2 separate regions of the Patagioenas fasciata genome follow, and region 1 is linked to region 2. Evidence: chromatin contacts called from public Hi-C data. All regions are on one chromosome and are shown on one strand. Each heading gives the region's core, a stretch centred on a gene start, on an enhancer-like site or on the middle of the called end of the contact. The rest is flanking DNA. Distances are from core to core; before and after follow the strand shown. Region 1 holds the start of EXD2 (exonuclease 3'-5' domain containing 2). Region 2 holds the start of SLC39A9 (solute carrier family 39 member 9).

Region 1 (3,067 bases), core at 448-2,947, 140 kb before region 2:
TCCTTACATGGACAAATGGAAATAAAATTATTTCCTAAACACAGGTTTTCAGGAAGGATTTAACTGATTTTCTTTTAAAATCACATTTGTAAGCAGTCAGGAAGAAGATATGTTGTTAAAATTTGAAAGAAGAATAATAGGAGACTGCCAGCCTTTTCTGCTAAATGCAATACTCTCTCACATTAACATATAGGTTAAAAAGTGTTAGTAAGCATTCTTTTCACTTTCTGAGTCCTTTGAATTAATTTTGAAATAGATAACACCTAAGGAAAATATCATGACCTATACCAGTAACATTTTCATTTGAAAATAATGTGTTGCTGTGTTAATAATGCCAGAGTGCTGTAATCTCTTCAAAACACAAACACTAGTGGCCTGAGTCATGCTGAAGTACCATCAAAGAAACATCTTTTTCTACTTCAATGAGAGCCTTCAGCAGTTTGGAATGAAAGTGAAGTATGGACGGTACTTAGTCAAACCAATTGGACTTCATTGAGCTACTGTTTTGTTGGCCGCGTTGGCATGCAAGGTGCTGGGCTGAGACTGAATGGCACAGACTGAGCTGGAATGAGCTTGATCAGACTCATGGGCAGCTTAAGTCAGGGTCCGTATGCACTGCCTGAGCAACTTTATTCTGTTAATGGCTGTTTATCGTCACCACCATGTCTCAAAAGCAGCGTGAAATAAGGCACAAAATGTTTTTATTGGAATTTCAACAAGTGGGCAATAGAGGGGAGGAGTCAACTGGAAAGGAAACGGGAGATAATGAACAGGGTGGTGACTTTCTGTGAGGGCTCTTGGGAATTAAGATCAGTAAATAATGTTTGATGCAGTACAGAAGAGGGAACTAGCAGAATGCTTCAAACAGAAGTGATGTGGTCAGAGTAATGATCTACATAAACGGTGTTGGGTTGTGGTTTCAGAGCTGCTAACTCCAGGGCTGTGCAGAGCCCACTCTCCCAGCCTGGATCAGTTGTGGCCATGCTGTCGCACCACTCTCACATTAGCTTCTGCCCATGCTACAGAATTTTTGTGCTGCCTCTGGAAAGACTGACAATACCTGATCTGGTTTTAAGGTCTGCTGGTACAAAATTAACCCTTCAACATTTTTTATGAACAAATTTGAATTGGCAGAATGAGTGAAATTGCATTAGTGGTTTCCACTTGATGGCTGTGGCATATTTGATCATTAATAGGAGGACTGAAGTCAGCTTTAATGTGTTGTCAGATCATGGTGTTTATACCTGTCATGGCTGTTGTGTTACAAGAAAGTGGTTAATGCTGGAGGGAGAGGTATTTGGGCAGTCTCAGTATGGAGGCAAGAGAACTAAACAAGGGTCATCTTTGCATGGATAGATCAAAGGGCTGTCTGAGAGATGCCATATAGAGGAACTCTAAAATTTGGATGGACCCTGGATGCTAGGATCTACAAAGAGCTTTCAGTCAGATCTGACAGTTGATGTACAAGCTCGAGTGGCAGTAGACTGGTGATGTTATCCATAGATATGCACCAAGTTAATAAGAGGCCTTTCAGAGACGAGAAAGAACCATGTTCTAGCTCTTTGTACGTACAAGAGCAATGAAAGAGTTGGCAATTAATAAAGAAATATGTTGTTGATGATGAATATTAACATAACTCATCCTCGTGGGATCAGTCTGGCAGCTCACACCCCTGACAGCAGTTTTTTTCAGGTTCTTTGCAAAACCTGCACACTCTGGCAGATCCTACAGTGAATTACTGCTGATTCATATTTTGACTTGGATGTAGTTTCACTGAGATCTGGCTCATGGTAAGTTAGTTCAAGGTATTTGGTTTTTGCTGTACTACCTTTCTGCTTGCTTAAATCCTTGAATCAAACAGACACTAGTGTTTGCAGAAGTGAAGTAGAATAATGCCTACAGGTAGAATGGGAAAGGAGAATTGCCTTTTCAACAGGAGTTAAACCTTCTATCTGCCTTGTTACAGTGTGAAACTCCACCTCTAGGATGTGGCTTCACAGTTGATTGAAACTGATCTTATTCTGAGTTTTTGATGGAAGAAGCGCTCCTACTGGCTCCCTGGTATCAGCCCTGTTAAAACAAACCCTGCTCAAAATGACTTGTTTGAATATGTAGTCATGGGGTTACTAGCATGGACATGAGGAAGATAAAACACATTAGGAGTTGAAACGAGAGTTTGGCTTTCTCCTGTATCTTGAGATGGGGCCCAAATAGTGTTAGTAATGAGCTAGTGGGGACTACATGCAGCTCTCTCCTCATTGTCTGCTAACAGCAATTTAAGTCTTGGCTAGAGCCTCTTTCCTTTGATATTCCACTATCATTGATTTTCCTTTGAACACTGAATCATTTACCCTAGTCTTCTCCCTGTTAAAGGATGAGCTAATGTGATTTTATATATATATATATATATATATATATATATATATATATTTTTTTTTTTTTTTTTTTTTTTTTTTTTTTTTTCTGTGATCAGCAGAACAAGTGAAGCCTGGTTTCTTATGGACTTGTCCTGATATGGCACTGCTGTGTGGATTCTCTTTATGTATATTAAGCAGTGTCTGCACATGCTTGCCATTTTATCAGAGACAGCTTTATTAGGATTTGTTTCATCAATTTGGCTTTGCATTTCACAGAAGTTACCTTTGTACAAATTTAGATGGAATGGGGCAATGGCTTAAACATGTTTTTCTGGCAAAGAAAGGGGACCCACAGGCAGAAACACCAACAGACAGTGTAATTGCATAAGGCTTCTTTTCTTAGGAAATCAGGCTAAAAAATGAGTCTTTTGACAGAGACCTCTGCAGAAATCTCAGATCATGGTACAGAGACAGGAAGAAAACTGAATCTTGCTGCTTACTGTGTAAAGGCTTCCAGATATGTGCTGCAACAGATTTCCCATAAGTAAGGCTAAGCCAGCAGTTGGTGTTTACTCACTTGGTTACCTATCTTCAGCAATGTCCACATCAGGCTTTAGGAACTTTTTTTTTTTTTTGCTAAAGTGCACTCATGCATCAGTTGCTTTCATTTATTTTTAATTTAACCTTTATACTTGAATAAATGGCTATGT
Region 2 (2,854 bases), core at 297-2,796:
AAAATTAGTGCCATTGGGACCATCTGTATTGTAGAACTAGTACAAGAAAGTTACAACCTCAGAAGGCTGAGAGCAATTTCCTCTGGCTAGAACCTGCCCTACTGAATATGTGCCTAGGTGACAGAGCAAAAAATCAGTGCGATTAAAAACTATTCTGTTTTCCTATAGGTATAGATCTTGTTGTTAGAAAAAATAAAACCAAACCAAGAGAAGATCCATAAATCTTCATGCATTAGGACCAGGTTATCTGGAAGAGCCCAACACAAACTCTTATTATTCTGATGCATATGTTGGGTTTTCTTGCGTTTTCCTTAAAAGCGCTGTTGTAGTGGCTGCTGCTAAGTATGATGCTGAATGAGGTACCACATGGTTTATACTACACCAATGCTGAACTCCTCGAGAGCACTTCAGAAACCGCTCTGATTACTGAAAAGACTAAACAATTAAAGATTAACAAGTATTGTAAGAATAAGATGCGCAGTGATGCAAATACAAGTAGGATCCTGCACACACCTAAATGCCTTTCAGTAACTTCTGATAGGCAGAAGAAGTGGTTTAAGCATCACCTTTCATTTAAGAGAACAGACAGGCCTTGTAGCAACTCATCCTAGTAGAAGCTAACCGGTTTTTAGCAAGTGCCAGGCAGATGTAGAACTCTGCTGGAAACCCAGAAGCAGTCGTCTTTCCATCACAGAGCAAAAACTTGCTTCAGCATATTCACATTTATTAGGTGAACGCAACAAACTGCTGTGGCTGGTAGGCCTTTGTGCTTCAGCAAGCCATTCAAACAGCCCACTCAGATCCCTCCCCCAGGTGCTGGGGAGGAGCAGGGAAAGCAGCGCGGGCAGAAGCAGCCGCAATTAACGCCGATCAGCCATTTAAGGCGGACGCACCGGAGAGAACCGCGCAGCCGGCGCTCGCGAGACCGGGCTGCGCTTCCCAGAGCGCCGGGGAAGCGGCTGGAGCTCCCGGGCGAGCCCGCCCTACGCCAGGGCCGGGAGCGCCCTCCCAGCTCCACCCCCAGAGTAACTGACCCCCACGCGAGGAGGCCCCGGCGCGCGGCGCTTCGCGAGGCCGCTGTGCCGCCAGCACGTGCTGCCGCCCGCCGGGCCCGCAGCCGCGGCCCTGCCCTACTGCCCGCCGCGCCTTCCCGCCCACGGCGACGGCACCCGTCCCCCTGCCCCAGGGGTAAGGGAAAGCTGCCCAGGCGGTGCCGATCCTCCCGGGCAGGTGCGGGGTGCGAGGGGCCCCGGCCCGATTCAGCTCACCATCACGGCTCCCACTCCTCAGCACGGCCGCGGAAAAGAGGCGCCAGACGATCCCCCACAAGCCCCCGCGCCCGCCGGAAACGCGGCGCTAACGGTCGACCATAGAGCTGGTGGCGCCAGAGTGCCGCTCAGCGCACGCGCACACAGGCCCAGGCCGGCATCCGAGCGCGCGGTGCCACACGGCGGGACGCAGAGGATGCCGGGAGTGGCCGAGGGTGCCAGGCTGGAAGGGGCGGACGCGCGGCCATCTTTGATGAGGGAGCCGGCACTTTCTGCCACCGCTCGCGCGACGCGTTGGGCGGCTGGGGCGTCGCCCGCCATCTTGAAGTCGGGAACGCCGTGGGTCAACGTGGGCGAGGGTGGGACGTGCCCCGGAAGGGGAAGCGCTGGGTCTGGAGCTGCCACTTGGCCTGCGAGGCAGCGGCGGTGGGTGAGGGCGCTGCGGTGCGCGCCGGTCCCGCAGGTTCCCCGCGCCTTCCCCCCACGGACGCGGCCCCATCAGGCCGCCCCTCCGCGAGGAGCCGCATCGGCGCCCGCCGTTCCCCGTCCGCCTCTCCCTGCGGGTAGCGGCGCGTAGGGGAAGGTCCCGCTGCCTCAGGTGAGGGCTGGGCCTGCCCGGGAACGGGCCGCTCCCTCCTTCCCTTCAGCCGCGCAGGTGTCACCGCGCCGCGGCTCCCTGCCCGCCCTTGAAGCGGTGCTGGGCGGCCCCGACGGGAGCGCCGCTGCCGCACGCCACGCCCGGAGGCGCCGCCGCTGGGGGCCGAGCCGGCCGGAGCCGCCGGGCAAGACAGCCATGGCTGACAGCCTCTCCTGGGAACTCGGTGTCTGCACGGGCTAAGGCGTGCGGGGCGAGGTGGAAAAGTTGCTGTTGAATTTCACTTTAAGGGACCGAAGGGAAAGCAGCGAAATGGATGACTTCCGCTCCATCTGCCTGCTGTCGCTGGCCATGCTGGTCGCCTGCTATGTGGCAGGAATTATCCCCTTGGCAGTTAATTTTTCCGAGGTAAGACAGCTTTCCCAAATTACCAGACTGCTCGTTGGTTGCCAAGGGGGAACAGCAGAAACTGAATGGAGAGATCAACCAGGAGGGGTTAGTGCTGTCCCCTTCCAAGTGTGGCAGTGCTGTTAGGGGTGGTGTTGTAACTTTTTAAGGTTTTTAAGGAACTTTCATTCGAAAGTGCATTGTAAAGTTATGCGTATTTGACAATGTGTATAAAAGCCATTTAAGCGGGCCAAATTTGATTGAAGCATCTTGGCTACAGATGAAGCAAAGTAGCAGCATGTAGTGGAAGGACATTGTAGCAGCTGGACATAGTTATTCATAGATGCTTGTGTCAGAAACTTCTGATGTCAAAGGTTAACTTCTGTTATGCCTCAAGTTAGTGTTTCTAAAAACAAATTGGAGAACGTTCTCAGAAAACTTAGTTTTCGTTCACAATTTTGTTCACAACACATGCTGCTGAAAAACTAAACTCTACCTCGTTGATGACAACACAACTTCAAGTTGTGCTTCTGTCCTGTGGAATACAAGGCACCCTTTTGGAAAAATATCTTGGATATGTAAGGTATTTTTAAAGGAAGGGGAG

Evidence for each region. A called contact is a pair of places that touch in the nucleus more often than the background predicts.
Region 1: a Hi-C map of blood shows a contact between it and region 2, with 3 times the contacts expected there. The contact joins the promoter of EXD2 here to the promoter of SLC39A9 in region 2. A contact is called at or near these places in 2 of 2 Hi-C or Micro-C datasets (blood and liver).

Annotation. Positions count from the first base shown.
Region 1 is chr5:34,326,256-34,329,322 of bPatFas1.hap1, reverse strand. It overlaps EXD2 (exonuclease 3'-5' domain containing 2), which reads left to right and starts at 1,697. Exons shown (of 11, transcript XM_065839382.2): 1 at 1,697-1,790.
Region 2 is chr5:34,183,039-34,185,892 of bPatFas1.hap1, reverse strand. It overlaps SLC39A9 (solute carrier family 39 member 9), which reads left to right and starts at 1,546. Exons shown (of 8, transcript XM_065839125.2): 1 at 1,546-1,866; 2 at 2,154-2,271. The coding sequence starts at 2,176. It overlaps ERH (ERH mRNA splicing and mitosis factor), which reads right to left and starts at 1,420. Exons shown (of 4, transcript XM_065839129.2): 1 at 1,269-1,420. The coding sequence starts at 1,271.